Regions from separate parts of the Sus scrofa genome. Here all the other regions are linked to region 2. Evidence: chromatin contacts called from public HiChIP or PLAC-seq data. All regions are on one chromosome and are shown on one strand. The core of a region is the stretch at or near the end of the contact, and the rest is flanking DNA. Distances in the headings are between cores, read along the strand shown.

Region 1 (4,736 bases), core at 518-3,017, 310 kb before region 2:
CTGTGAGGTCGCAGGTTTGATCCTTGGCCTCAGTCAGTGGGTTAAGGATCTGGTGTGGCTGTGGTGTAGGCCGGCAGCTGCAGCCCCAACCAAGCCCTAGCCTGGGAACTTCCATATGTTGCAGGTACGGCCCTAAAAAGAAAAAAGAAGGAAAAAAAAAAAAAAAGAGGGTGTTCCTACCACAAAAAAAGAAAAAGAAAAAAAGAAAATCTCCCTTCCCCATGAAGCAGTCACTCCCCCGAGCCCCATGCCCCCAGCCCCTGATCTATTATTGTCTCCACGAATTTGCCTGTTCTGGACATTTCATATAAATGGAATCATGTAGCAGGTGGCCCTTTATGTCTGGCTTCCTTCACCCAGCATCATGTTTTTGAGGTGCACCCACATTCCAGCACCTGTCAGCTCTCCCTTTTCCTGGCTGAGTGATACTTCATTATGTAGGTGCACGCGTTTCCTTTGTCTTGTCAGCTGGTGGGCATTTGGGTTGTTCCCACCTTGGCTCATGAATAATGCCGCTGTGGATATGCATGCACGCGTATTTGCCAGAGGACCTGTTCTGTTGTCCCTGTCATTCTTGCCTGACACCCCTCTTCCCATCTTATTTTTCCAAACCAGACATCCAGTACACCTGGTGTGTGTGCATGTTTAGGGGAAAGATCTCTTCAGGGAATTAGTTGGCTTCATGCTGCCTCTGCTACTTGTCTCTTCCTGTCCAAGTGTTTTTTTGTCCTTCGTTGCCTGGGCCACTCATTTGGTGATTAATCTTGGTGAGAAGGTTTGCATGTCTTGTCTCCCCGGTAAGGGCTTGCACATCCAGGTCCCTCTTAGGCGTCTGTGTCCCTGCACAGAACCCCACACACGTGAGGCGACCCTAGTAGCCTCCTAGACCTATACCTGCCGTGTGCCACCTGCCTGCTGGTGACTGACCCCCCACCACTCCCACTCTTCCCTGTCCCCCCTTTGCAGATGACGTGCTGACTAAAGATGCAGGGGAGTGTGTGATCTGCCTGGAGGAGCTGCTTCAGGGGGACACGATAGCCAGGCTGCCCTGCCTGTGCATTTATCACAAAAGGTACGAGAGGCCCAGCAGGGCCAGCTCAACTGCACCCAGACCCCAGAGGGCTCCTTCCCTGTGCTGAGGGCAGAGTGGAGGGTGGGCCTTGCTGGTCACCCTGTCCCCCAGGACTCTGGGTGGGGTCGATGCAGAGGCCAGCAGGCAGGAGGTCTGGACATGCCGAGTGCAGGTCCTGGGTGGTGGGGGCAGATGGGGAGGCCCGTGGGGGTGCAGAAGAAGCTCCTGGAAGGTTGAGTCTCTGTCTCTGTGCGCCTTCCCTTTCTCTGTGGCCCTTTGCTCCACAGGGCGTGGGGCCTCTTCTGCGAGATGAGCAGCACGGAGGGTGTGCTTGCTGCCCCGGCCCCTCCCCTGCCCCCCGGAGGCCAGGCAGGCAGGAATAGCCACTACCTGTGGGGCCGTGGGCTGTGAGCCACTATAATTAGCAGGGCTGAGACTCATCCTCAGACTCGTTCTTGTTTCCAAGTGGAAAGAAGACACCTCCTTACTCAGGACCGGAGGACGCTGTGTGCTGCCTGTGGCCGCCACCTGCTCTCAGCCCCTTGAGCCCCAGCGCTGCTTCCTGACACATGGGCTTTTCCAAAGCCTGACTCACAGGGCCACTGGCCACGGGGCAGCATGTGGATGTGGCCGGTGCCGGGAAGGCTCCAGTGAGGCCTGGGCGGGGGGAGGGGTGCGTCCTGGCCTGGGCCCAGCACCCAGGGCTCCAGTGTCCCAGGCAGCATCGACCGGAACCAGGAGGGAACTTCAGCTCTGGGGAGATTATGCAAATAATCTGTCTGGTTCCTGTTTTGAAAATACCCAGATGTTGTTTTACAGAAAGCCGTCTTGGGGCAATTGCTGTTCCCTCTCTGTTCAGACTCTTTTCTGTAAACTCCAGAGACCAGAGTTCCCTGCCAGCCTCCTGTTTGGCTCTCCTGAACAATGTCCCTATGCCACAGGGCCAGCCCTGCTCTGGAAAGGCCACATGCTGGCTGCCCACCATGGCCAGCCAGGCCAGAGCATGGGGGTCACCTCAGAAGTTACCCACCAGGGAGGGTACCTCAGGCTGCTCCTTGGACCCGGGAGAGGACTTGCAGATAGCTGGTTGGCTGCCCTGCACAGCCCCGACTCTCGCCTTCTCACTGGTAGCTGTTGCCGTCCTCCCGGGCTCCCCCTCCATGAGGTCTTGGTCCCTCTCGAGACCACAGCCCCAGCTTCCTGAAGCGCCGAGGTTCAGCCCGGCCCCACACCCCCGACACCGGGCCTCCGGCCGAGCCAGGACCCATCTGGGTGCCCTCCCTTCTCCTTGCTTGGAGACAGTGGGTATCTGGGGGCCTCGAGGCGAGTTACAAATCCCCTGTTCAGAGACCTGGTCCTTGGAGCGAGCTCCCTAAGCAGCAGCCCGGTCAGCTGGTGATGTGTTTCCTTTGCTGCCTCTCCCCTCAGTTGCATAGACTCATGGTTTGAAGTGAACAGATCTTGTCCAGAACACCCCGCGGATTGACCCTGCTGGGCTCGCTTGCTGACTCCTCTCAAAGGTGAGCCTGTGGTTGGGATGGAGTCGCTCTGGGACCAGGAGGGTGGGGGGCTCCGAGCTGCCCTCACACCCCCCCCACCCCTGAGAGGGTCGGGGAGAGGGGAGCATGTTAGCAGCAGTGGTGCCGTGGGGTGGGGTGGTTCCCGGGCAGGATGCGAGTGGAGACTTGCTCGGTCATGGAGAAGAACCTGCTTAGCAGAGGTAGCTTCGTTGGGCTGTGTTCCAGATGTCTGGGGCCGGTCTCCCTGAGGAGAGGGCCGGGCAGGAGAAGCAGCACAAACTCTGGGACAAGACACTGCCTTGCTTCCCAACTGCCTCGTGCTCCCTGGGTGGTGGGGGCAGGTCCTCACCTTAGGGGTCTCTGCTGCCTCTTTGGGGAAGGGACATCACAGGCCCTGTTCGAGACAGCACGTGTTCTTGAGGCTTCCAGGCCGAGCTTGGGGCCCCGCTACCCACAGCAGAGCAGTGCGATCGGCTTCCTCCCCAGATGTGCACTTGCTCTCCCCAAACCATCGTTTGACCCCCGTTTCTCCTTGGGCGTGTTGCTTTGTTGCCACCGTCCCCTCCTGTCCCCATCTGGGCTGGCGCTTGTGCTCCTTGCTAACAGACTAAACCCGCAGAGAAACCCACACCCAAACCCGGACTCCATCTCCTCTCGCATCCGAGGGTCTGGGGGCCTCTTTCCCTCTCTCTTCCCGCCTGCCTCTGTTTTCTGTTTTCTTTTGTTCTTCGTTAGGTTTATTTTCTTTATTCCAAGTAAACTCCCAGAACAGCTGATGATGTCAAACTATTCAGGGACATTGGCTCTTTTTACCTTCGCCTCAAAAACTGAGGACGTGGGGCGAAGAAACAGCAAGGGGGAGAGTGAGGCCGAGGGAGTGGAGCCTGGCGCTGGCTGCGAGCCCACCTTCCTGGCACATTTGGCTTCACGATGTTCGGCGCCGGGGCCCCCGGACCGGAACCACGGGCGCCCCGGCCCGGCCTCGCGGGATGCACACGGCCAGCCTCGGCCCCTCGGAACACGACTCACGTCTCCTGGTCCCCACAGGGACAGCCAGGCCCCCCCCCGCCCCCGTTCCTGAGAGGAGGCTTCGGACCCTGGGGCAGAGCTGAGCTGGGGACACCCGTGGGAACAGGGCGCCCCTCCTGCACTGACTTCCAGAGATGGTTCTCCCTTTCTCCCCGAGGACACCAGACTGGATGAGCGCGCGTTTGCCAGAAGGAAGAACCACCCGCTCTCCTTCCCTCATCCTCATCCCAGGAGGGAAAGGGCATTTTCTTTTTCACTTTCGAAAGGCGTTGTGGGTCTGTCTCTAAAGTGTTTACAAAAAAAACTATAAAAACAAAAAAACAAAAAACAGAAACAAAAAGTCTAGTGTCGACTGGTGTTTTCCCTCGTGATGTTTACAGATCGCTGTCTGCGGCCCCGCCAGAACCCGCTCAGAACCCGCTCGCTTGGGGGCAGAGACGACAGAGTGGGTTCTCGCCAGGCGCGGCCTTGCTCACGGCGCCCGGCGGCCTCGCCCTCGCCAACCGCTCGGCCTTGGTTTCTTGTTTGGTTGGTTTCTTCCCCATTTTTTCTGCCCTGGTCTCGCACTTTCTCCCCTCGGGACCCTGGTATCTTGACTTCATTGCCAAAAACCAGCCCCCCAAGGGACCTCTCCTCCTCCTCCTCTCCGTTTCTCTTCCTTCCCGCTTCCTCCTGGTTCTGGTCCGTTGCAAGGATTTAACAATCACAAGTGTCCTGCAAAAATGCCTGAACATTTTTCTTAGACCCTTGTGGAGTTTTTTTTTTCCCCAAAAAAAACTTAGACACACAAAAGACTTATTTAACGGATCTGTACAGCCACCCCGTGTTCAGGCGTTCTGTTTGAGAACATTTTAGCCATTGGTGTTCACACATGGCATCAGCCCCTGCAAGATAGGTTTCTGTATTTGTATATTAAAATACAAAAAAAAAAAAAAAACCCTTATAAAATGTTTAAAAACATGTTCAAAGCCGGGGGGAAAAGCTTACTTCATTAGTCAAGGTGTTTTGATATGGTATTAAAATAATGTCTAATAAAAGATGCACTGTGTGACTTCATTTTAATCAAGTATTTCTACACAGTCAAGACATGGGCAGTGAAGGCCTAGCTCTTTAGC
Region 2 (4,496 bases), core at 1,561-4,060:
AATGATCACACCCAACCTTGAAGATCATCTTCTGGATTCATTCAGAAATTCAAGGTACACGTATCATAAAATGTGTCACGGAGTTCCCGTTGTGGCGCAGCGGAAACGAATCCGACTAGGAACCATGAGGTTTCGGGTTCAATCCCTGGCCTTGTTCAGTGGGTTAAGGATCCGGCATTGCCATGAGCTGTGGTGTAGGTAGCAGATGCGGCTTGGATCCCGCGTTGCTGTGGTTCTGGCGCAGGCTGGCAGCTACGGCTCTGATTAGACCCGTAGCCTGGGAACCTCCATGTGCCGAGGGTGCGGCCCTAAGAAGGACAAAAGACAAAATAAATAAATAAAAATAAAATGTGTCACAATTTTCATGTATAAATTCTGAGGACTTTTTTACTCAGGCAGACATATTCTTGTAATCTGTTATGTTCCATTATAACTTTCATAGAAACTGACTGTGAAATTTCATGTTGTCTCTAAGGGAGAGTAGTTCAATAATCTACTGAAAGGTATTTCCCTGGTTGACCCCTCCAGATCCTTCTCCACACTGCTCTCTGCCCCAGATGCTGTCTCGTACGGCTCCTGATGAAACCTTAGTTCCTTTGAGACCTCTTCTCGACCAGGACTCTATCATTGCTGGGTTTGCACAGTCCAGTTAGCAAGAATCCTGCTAAAACAGTTTACACAGAACTACCCACCCCAATACCCGATCACTTGATATCTGATAAGTTCATTTCCCACCCCCACCTCTGATGTACAGCCTTTGGCCCGCCTTCAGCAAGAACCCTGTTAGGTCAGCATGACAGCAATCTCCTCATCTCTGCTGTCTCTTCTTAGCATTGTTCCATCCACTGATCTTCCCCCCACCCCCAGTTCTGTTCCCTGGTTATAAATCCCCAGCTGTCTCTGCTGTATCCCGAGGTGAGCCCGATCCATCTCTTCTACTGCAATAGTCTTATTAACACCCACTGCAATAATTCTCAGTAAGTCTTCCTTATCAGTTCAGCAAGTATTAGAATAACTTTTTCTTTTACAAGCCTCAGTGGCCAGTGGAGTGCCGTAGCAAGAGACGGGACGGAGTGAGGAAGGGGTAATCGGGTGTTCACCACCACCGCCCCCCCGCCCCCCGGCTTCCTCCGAGATGGTCCATCACTCAAGTAAAGGACTCAGCTCTGGCTGGAGGCCCTCCCCATCTTCGCTGGATAAACCGCTCCCTGGCTTGCCCCTTCCGGGCCAGGGGGAGGACGGAACCTCATTACTGCCAGCCCCAGGGACCCGGCACTACTCCTATCCCTGGGGTTTTTCATTACTTTGCGAGTTATTAAACTCTCCTCGAGGCGTCCTTATTTGAGGAGGCCATCTGTTACCTGCTGAGCTTCCCTAATACAGACGTCATCCCAGCAGATTTTTTTACCTCAAAAAGGTATTAGCTCTTTCTAACAAAGGAAGGCATAAACACAGAATTCAGTGAGAGTTCCATGAGTGACTTGGTGACTTAAACGAGCTGCCAGTTCTCCCTCCTCCGGTTATCTTCATAATTATGGTAACAGCATTTTCTGAAACACACTGATCCAAGCAGAATCTCTAAGCATCAAGAAGGATTATATTAAGAAACACCCAAGGGGGCTAGAAGTAAAAATTGTGCTAGTTGAAACTAACTATGCTAGAAACCTTCGGTAGAAGAAACTTGGCTTTTATTTCTATCTACTACATGATCCAGAGGTAACTTTCACACTAACACTTCAGTAAATCCAAGAGACAGTGATTCATAATATTAGGTACAAGTGCAGTAACCCAAGGACCAGACTGGAGAAAGCTAACCACACATCGTCTCGAGCAGTATTAGTCAAATTCGCGTTGTAAGATTGTGCAATCAGTTCACTTTTTTAAAGTGGCACACACTACACATAATAATGTAAATAAAATAGAAAAGTCAGAGTTTATCATACACTGATAGTAAAGGTAAGTACTATTTCACCAAATTCTTATTTCCCTTTTATATATATCTGTATTTACGGATGTTCTAAGGCATAATGTAAAATGTTATTCCTTATTATGAAGGGCAGTCAATAAAGTTTGAAAGGCACTGGTCTGAAGATAACTCCTTTCGAACAACACAACGACTGTAAGGATAAAAGCATATGGTGCTTCAGCAAAGAGCCGTGTATTTTTTCTCTCAACTCTCACCAAACTATTACTTTGTCACCCTGCACAAGCACATCAATGACTGAAATTTCAAAAAATTTTATGAAACAGTATTTATTCTGACCACATGATGTACTACATTTTTCACTCTATTTCTCTTCGATGATGGCTGCAGACCACAGCTTGAAAAGTACTGCCCTGGAGCAGTCACAGGGTCAGTCTGGAGAACCCCGTTCACAGGACTCTGTCCTCTCACAGCCGCCTTCCTCGGTGTGGACCCCTCTCCGCGGCGGGAGCAAGCGCTCCAGCCCTTTTCCTTCTCAGGTTCCTGTGTAACCACTACATGACTTCTGCCACCAAGCTGCTCCAATGAGAGAGGAAGGCTTGGCGTAAGAAGCAGATACAAAGCATGGAGCAGATGTGGTCACAGTCCTCGTCCATGCACTCACCACGACACCCTGAGAGCAGTGTCACCGCACACCTGCAGCTCACGGCCCGAAGGCCACGGAAGCAGCTGAGCCAGTAATGATGGGGGCTGGAGGAGAAATATCCCAGCCTCCTCGCCTTTGCCAAGACCCCACCAGCACCAGCAGCAGCAGATGGAAAATGCGCCCTGCACTGGCTCCCTTCTGCCCCATTTCACTTCCCTCTGGGGCTTCCTCCAATCACCTCCCACACTAACAGCTGACTTGCACTCAACACTTTGTCTCCGGGTCTAGTTTTGGGTAAATGCAACCTAGGTGACACAGAGGTGAGATACAGTGTTGTCTGGAGCAAGGGCTACAAAGGTGAGAAAGGCCTGATCTCAAAAACTCATAACCTGACAGGAAAACCAATCATTCTCTTTTTAATGTAAAAAAACAGGAGTTCCCATCATGGCTTAGCGGCAACAAACCCAACTAGTATCCATGAAGATTCAGGTTCGGGGGGAAAAAAAAAACAGATTTGGCTTCCCTCAGTGGGTTCAGAATCCGGTGTTGCTGTGAGCTGTGGTATAGGCTGGAGACACGGCTTGGATCCTGGGTTGCTGTGGCTGTGGCACAGGCCAGCAGCTAGAGCTCCAGTTCGACCCCTAGCCGGGAATCTCCACATGCTGCGGGTGCGGCCCTAGAAAGACAAACAGGCGGAACAAAACTCCACTGTCTTGAAGGGAAGGAAGAAGCAACAAACTCTGACTGAAGGGTCAGTGAAGCCCCAAACACCTCAAGGTCAGAGAGCTCCCGAGAGGAGTCAGCAGGTGATTAGTGCCACTGCAGGCAAGGGCAGGGCCGCCGCAACTCATACTGTGACATTTCACTTCTTGTGCATAGGTGAAGAAGAGGGGAATTTTTATTTCCTCCAAAGAGAAGGAACTCTAGTCTTCAGTTAAAAATAACTCAAGTGATAATGGAAAATGTGAAGACAAAAAAACCACAAAGTTCTTGACACTGTGTTAATAAAATTATCTGTAAATCAGCTTTGACCTTTTTCTGTTCCTATGAGGTCCTTGGGAATGGAAGTGAGCACTCAATCCAAATCTTTATTACAAGTCTGATGAACTGCTGTTATTTTCATTCAAAGATTGTTTTTTTAAGTGTAACGTTTACGACATGTTCAGCTCTAGACAACACTGTAAATCAGGACGTTTTTCAGAATCAAACGAGAACCGGATGCCTAATTTTTTTCTGCATCTTCCATTCTGGCAACTATTTCAGCAAAGGCAGAACAGTAGTATGATTCCTTCTCTCAGGAAAGGACTCATAAGAGCTACAGGCAAAGTGCATCCCTGAACCAAAAACAGCTTCTCCAACAAGCCAGGCGCGCCTGGGCCTGAGACTAGAACACTCACCCTGAGCCGGCAGCAAGTGATGGCAGAGCTGAAGGGACATTAGCCTGTGGTTTTTCTTTCTCATTTTGCTTGAAGAAGGATTTGGCTTCTTTAGATGTAGCATCCACTTCCTTAGTCACCCTGTGTCAAGGAAGAAGACACCAAGTTATGAAGAGGAATAAAAAGAGAGAAACAACATCTAAGAAAAGAAAATAAATGACAACAGGCAAGTACCACTGGGCTTTCAATAAATTCTGGCTGCTCAGCTTTATGACCAAAGTTTACTACAACCGTTCCAAAGAAAGACATTTTCCCCTTATTAATAAACAAGTGAAACAACAACATATCAAAGTCTGAGGTCTCTCGAATCCCCTCCGCTACTTGTGTCAGCATGAAACACACTTCGAGTCCCTGCTGAATCACTGCCCATGTGCGTCGCTGAGGTGCGGGCTGAAAGGGGCCCCCTGCACCTCACATGCATGCAGTTTAGTGCTCACGCCAAGGTAAATGTCGGAATAAGGAGATGGAGTATGTGGGAGAAAAACACCGG
Region 3 (4,422 bases), core at 113-2,612, 290 kb before region 2:
ATGAGCTGTGGAGTAGGTCGCAGACGCGGGTGGGATCCCGCGTTGCTGTGGCTCTGGTGTAGGCTGGCATCTACAGCTCCCATTCGACCCCTAGCCTGGGAACCTCCATATGCTGCAGGTGTGGCCCTAAAAAGACAAAAAAAAAAAAAAATTAAGGTGATCAAGAAAATCCAGACCCTGTGGAAGTTCTTCAGAATGAATCAGCCAGTGTTATCAGCATGTAAATAGCAAAGAAAAAAAAAAGATATGGTGGGAGAGCCTATGTATTAAAAGATGTCAGTCATGGGACATGGATTCATTTGGATCTTGAGTTTTAAAAGCTTGAAGAAACAGAGTTCCCACTGCAGCACAGTGGGTTAAGAACCTGCCACAGTGTCCCTGAGGATGCAGGTTCAATCCCTGGCCTCACTCGGTAGGTTAGGGATCTGGAGTTGCCACAAGCTGTGTGGAGTAGGTTGCAGATGCACCTTGGAGCCTGTGTTGCAGTGGCTGTGGTGTAGGCCTGCAGCTGCAGCTCCAATTCAACCCCTGGCCTGGGGAACTTCCATATGCCACAGGTACCACCTTAAAAAATAAAAAAAAATAAAATAAAAACTTGAAGAAATATATGACATCCATGAAAACAATTTGGAAATGTGCTACCAGCTGGATATTTGAATACTACTAAGGAAACATTGTACATTTTTTAGGTGTAATAATGGCACGCAGTGATCTTGCTTTAAGTGTAAGCCATAGACCCTGGGGCTTGACCCTTGCAGGGGATCCAGGAGGTCAAGACTATTGTAATAATAATACTTGGGCATTATTTTCCTATTTTGTTGAGTTGACATTTGCACTGATGGTGCAAAAGCAGTTGGTGGAGGAGCCTGCTGGTGCCACAGCAGGATTCCAGAGAGTGGCAACAAGTTGCACGGGCAGTCACTGCTTTCTGCACTCTCATGCAGCTGCAGGAAAGAAATGCCGGTTTCACTTAAGGATGCCCTTAGTGGAAGAGTTCCCATCGTGGCTCCGTGGTGAACGAACCTAACTAGTGTCCATGAAGATGTGTGTTTGATCCCTGGCCTTGCTCAGTGAGTTAAGGATCTGGCGTTGCTGTGAGCTGTGGTGTAGGTCGTAGATGTGGCTTGGATCCTGGGTTGCTGTGGCTGTGGCTGTGGCTGGCAGCTGTAGCTCTGATTTGACCCCTAGCCTGGGAACCTCCATATGTCGCAGGTGTGGCCCTAAAAAGACAAAGGACCAAAAAAAAAAAAAAAAAAAAAAAAAAAAGAATGCAATAAAAATGATTAATTGTACTGTCTCAGCTTCGAGGGCATGTCCTTTTAACATTCTGTCTGATGAAACAGGAAGTACGTACAAGGTACAGAAGCATGATGTTGTCTCCAGGAAAACCACTATGCAGCTGTTTGAGTCATGAGCTGAACTAGCTGCTTTTCTCATGAAACATTTTTACATGAATGGCTAAGACTCAAATGAAGGCTGGCTATTTGGCAGACATTTTCTCAAAAATGAATCAAATGAGCTGTCATTTCAGGGAAAACAAGTGACTCTATTTGTTGTCCAACGATAAAACGAGCTTTAAAGTGAAAATTAGAATTTTGGCAAAAACCTGATTCTCCTCCCCAATACTTATTAAAACTTTTCTCAGGAGCCCAGTGGTGATTTTCTTACAGTCCTTTGACCCTGTGTAAGAGGAGGTATCAGCATTTCAAAGATCTTTATGATTCTGTAAGGCGGTATTTTTCACATGGCCAGGGCATGATGCCTGAATAAATGATCCAAAGTACGAGAAAGACCAATGGATTTTAATACAACAGAGCACACACGTTCTTGGATCCAATCTGCACCCCACTGTAATGTCACTGGGGCAAGTGGACAGAAGTGAAAATTTTTGCTCACTCTCTGTGAACAAATCATTGTTATTATGTCCTTTGGGATATTTGCTCCACTTTAAACCGTCCCTATATTTACAGTTAAAGTCTGTTTACGTTCAAGAGTGGTGCCATCCAAGCAAGCACTTACTCTTGGTACCTGTGCTTGTTGGAACAGAAGTGAATATTACAGCAGGCTCAGAAGAGCAAACAGCCACTAGGATAAGTGGGTAGGTGGTGGAGAAGAGGGTGTGAAACCTTAGCGGAAGGTCCAAAAAATTAAAGGCAACATTTAAAATATCTTATTCAAAAAAACATCCTCTACATGTTTCCTTTATGCCTCAGAGGAAATTAGTAAAAAAAAAAAATGTGGTCTTAAATTTTGCAGGGTCTTCAGAAACAGGCCATGCACACAGTACTCCACGTGTGATGCATAAGACAGTAGGGAATTTATTTTGTGTGTGTTTGTTGGGGGAAGAGTGTGTATTTCTTCTTTTTGTACATTCTAGTATTTAGTATTTTTTAAATATGCATAATTTTTATAAAAATAGGATCACACGCTAATACTCTTGTATCCTTTACATTCATTCACTTTTCTTTTACTCAAAGGATTTTATCACTTTTATAGCTGTACAACAATCATCACAACCAAATTTTATGGCATTTCCATCCCAAATGCCCAGCACATACATTTGTTCATTTCTCAATGCGTTCACCATCTCCCCGTAGTGTATGTTATCATTCTCAATGTCTCTCCAAATTCTATTTATGTATCACAATTTATTTTACTTCTACCTGTTGAAAGATTCTTAGGTTGTCTCCAGTGTTTTGCAGATATAAACTGCAGGGTGAGAACAGACATTCTTGTTTATACATCATTGTACAAGCTTAAAAGTTGTGATGCCTCTAAAATTTTAACTTTGGATACAATGAGGCCTTTGGAATGATTTTATATATTATAATCCCACCAGAATTTTATAAAAAAATTTTTCCAAGTTGTTCCAACCCTGGGTATCATTACTCTTTTAAGCATTGGCCAAACTTACAGGTCAAAATGATATTGCATGAGTTATATTGCTTTTCTTTGATTTTGAGTAGAGAGAAGACTTTTTTTTTTGTTTTTTGGCTGCACCTGTGGCATGCACAAGTGCCCGAGTCAGGGATCGAACCTGTGCCAGAGCAGCTTCCCAAGCTGTAGCAGTGACAGCACTGGTTGCTTAATTAACTGAGCTTTCCACAAGAGAACTCCTGAGGGAAAAAAAATTTTTTTTTAAATGGTAGCACCCACAGCATGTGGAAGTTCTTAGGCCAGGGACCCCTCGCCTCCACTGCGACCCAAGCCACTGCAGTTGGATTCTTAACCCACTGCACCACAGCAGGAACTCCAAGAAAACATTTTTGACAAACTTATTTTTCTATGTGTTTCATTTTTAATTGGCTGGTCATATCCTTAGTTTTTTTTTGTTTTTTTTTTTTTTTTTAAGTACCGTGAATTTATTTATTTATTTATTTACTTACTTATTGTCTTTTTTGCCATTTCTTGGGCCGCTCCCGCGGCATATGGAGGTTCCCGGGCAAGGGGTCGAATCGGAGCTGCAGCCACCGGCCTACGCCAGAGCCACAGCAACTCGGGATCCGAGCCGCGTCTGCAACCTACACCACAGCTCACGGCAACGCCGGATCCTTAACCCACTGTGCAAGGCCAGGGATGGAACCCACAACCTCATGGTTCCTAGTCGGATTCGTTAACCACTGCGCCACGATGGGAACTCCCTCCTTAGCTTATTTTTATTATTGGGGTTACATTAACTTGTAAGAGGAGTTCATAAATTAATAATATCCATTTTTTGGGAGTTCCTGTCATGGCTCAGTGGTTAATGAACCCGACTACTAACCATGAGGTTGCGGGTTCCATCCCTGTCCTTGCTCAGTGGGTTAGGGATACAGTGTTGCCGTGAGCTGTGGTGTAGGTCGAAGACGCGGCTCAGATCTGGCATTGCTGTGGCTGTGGTGTAGGCCGGCGGCTACAGCTCTGTTTAGCCCCCTAGCCTGGGAACCTCCAAATGCTGAGGGTGCGGCCCTAAAAAGACAAAAAGAAAGAGAGAATACCCATTTCTCCATTTCTTTATTTTAGCAGCTTGTTTGTCTTTAACTTTGTAGCATTTTTTTCAGAATTATCTTTGTAGTTGAATTTGTCAATTATTTTCTTTATGATTTTCTTCCTTTGGTGTTAAAACTTCTCACTCAAAAAATAGAAAAAATATTCTCTTATTTCTTTTTAACTGCTTTGATAGTTTTCATTTTAAAATCATGCATCTTGCTTATACTTAATTGTTCTAATGTGCAGACAGGAACCTAACATTTTTTCCTTCAAATTGTTAATTAGTTGCCTAAGAACAATCATGGAAAATTCCAGTTTTTCACAAGTGCTGCTGTGAAAACAGACATTAAATTAATATATACTTTTGAGGTCCTTTATTTATTTCTGTAGCCACTATTAACAAGTTTTTACTTGGATTTCTCTTGAGGCACAGCAGGTTAAAGATCCAGCATT

What was found. HiChIP or PLAC-seq counts read pairs in DNA pulled down with a chosen protein or histone mark.
Region 1: a contact with region 2 is called in an H3K27ac HiChIP or PLAC-seq map of alveolar macrophages. The contact joins two enhancer-like sites. A contact is called at or near these places in 1 of 47 Hi-C or Micro-C datasets (embryonic fibroblasts) and 1 of 2 datasets of contacts at active chromatin or transcription factors (alveolar macrophages).
Region 3: a contact with region 2 is called in an H3K27ac HiChIP or PLAC-seq map of alveolar macrophages. The contact joins two enhancer-like sites. A contact is called at or near these places in 1 of 47 Hi-C or Micro-C datasets (embryonic fibroblasts) and 1 of 2 datasets of contacts at active chromatin or transcription factors (alveolar macrophages).

The regions. Positions count from the first base shown.
Region 1 is chr6:12,555,577-12,560,312 of Sscrofa11.1, reverse strand. ZNRF1 (a long non-coding RNA gene) reads left to right here. Exons shown (of 5, transcript XR_002344499.1): 3 at 967-1,072; 4 at 2,501-2,592; 5 at 4,002-4,658. Among named protein-coding and RNA genes, the nearest start is that of ZFP1, 8.5 kb to the right of the region's middle. Within about 2 kb of position 1,767, at least 36 of the 83 cell types and tissues checked have an H3K27ac peak or open chromatin away from gene starts, as enhancers often do. A contact at or near this core is called in alveolar macrophages, where this site is marked.
Region 2 is chr6:12,251,620-12,256,115 of Sscrofa11.1, reverse strand. CFDP1 (craniofacial development protein 1) reads right to left here. Exons shown (of 7, transcript XM_021093775.1): 5 at 3,968-4,087. Among named protein-coding and RNA genes, the nearest start is that of CFDP1, 30 kb to the right of the region's middle. Within about 2 kb of position 2,810, at least 2 of the 83 cell types and tissues checked have an H3K27ac peak or open chromatin away from gene starts, as enhancers often do. A contact at or near this core is called in alveolar macrophages, where this site is marked.
Region 3 is chr6:12,536,076-12,540,497 of Sscrofa11.1, reverse strand. All of the region lies in intron 2 of ZFP1 (zinc finger protein 1 homolog), which reads left to right. Among named protein-coding and RNA genes, the nearest start is that of LDHD, 9.8 kb to the left of the region's middle. Within about 2 kb of position 1,362, at least 17 of the 83 cell types and tissues checked have an H3K27ac peak or open chromatin away from gene starts, as enhancers often do. A contact at or near this core is called in alveolar macrophages, where this site is marked.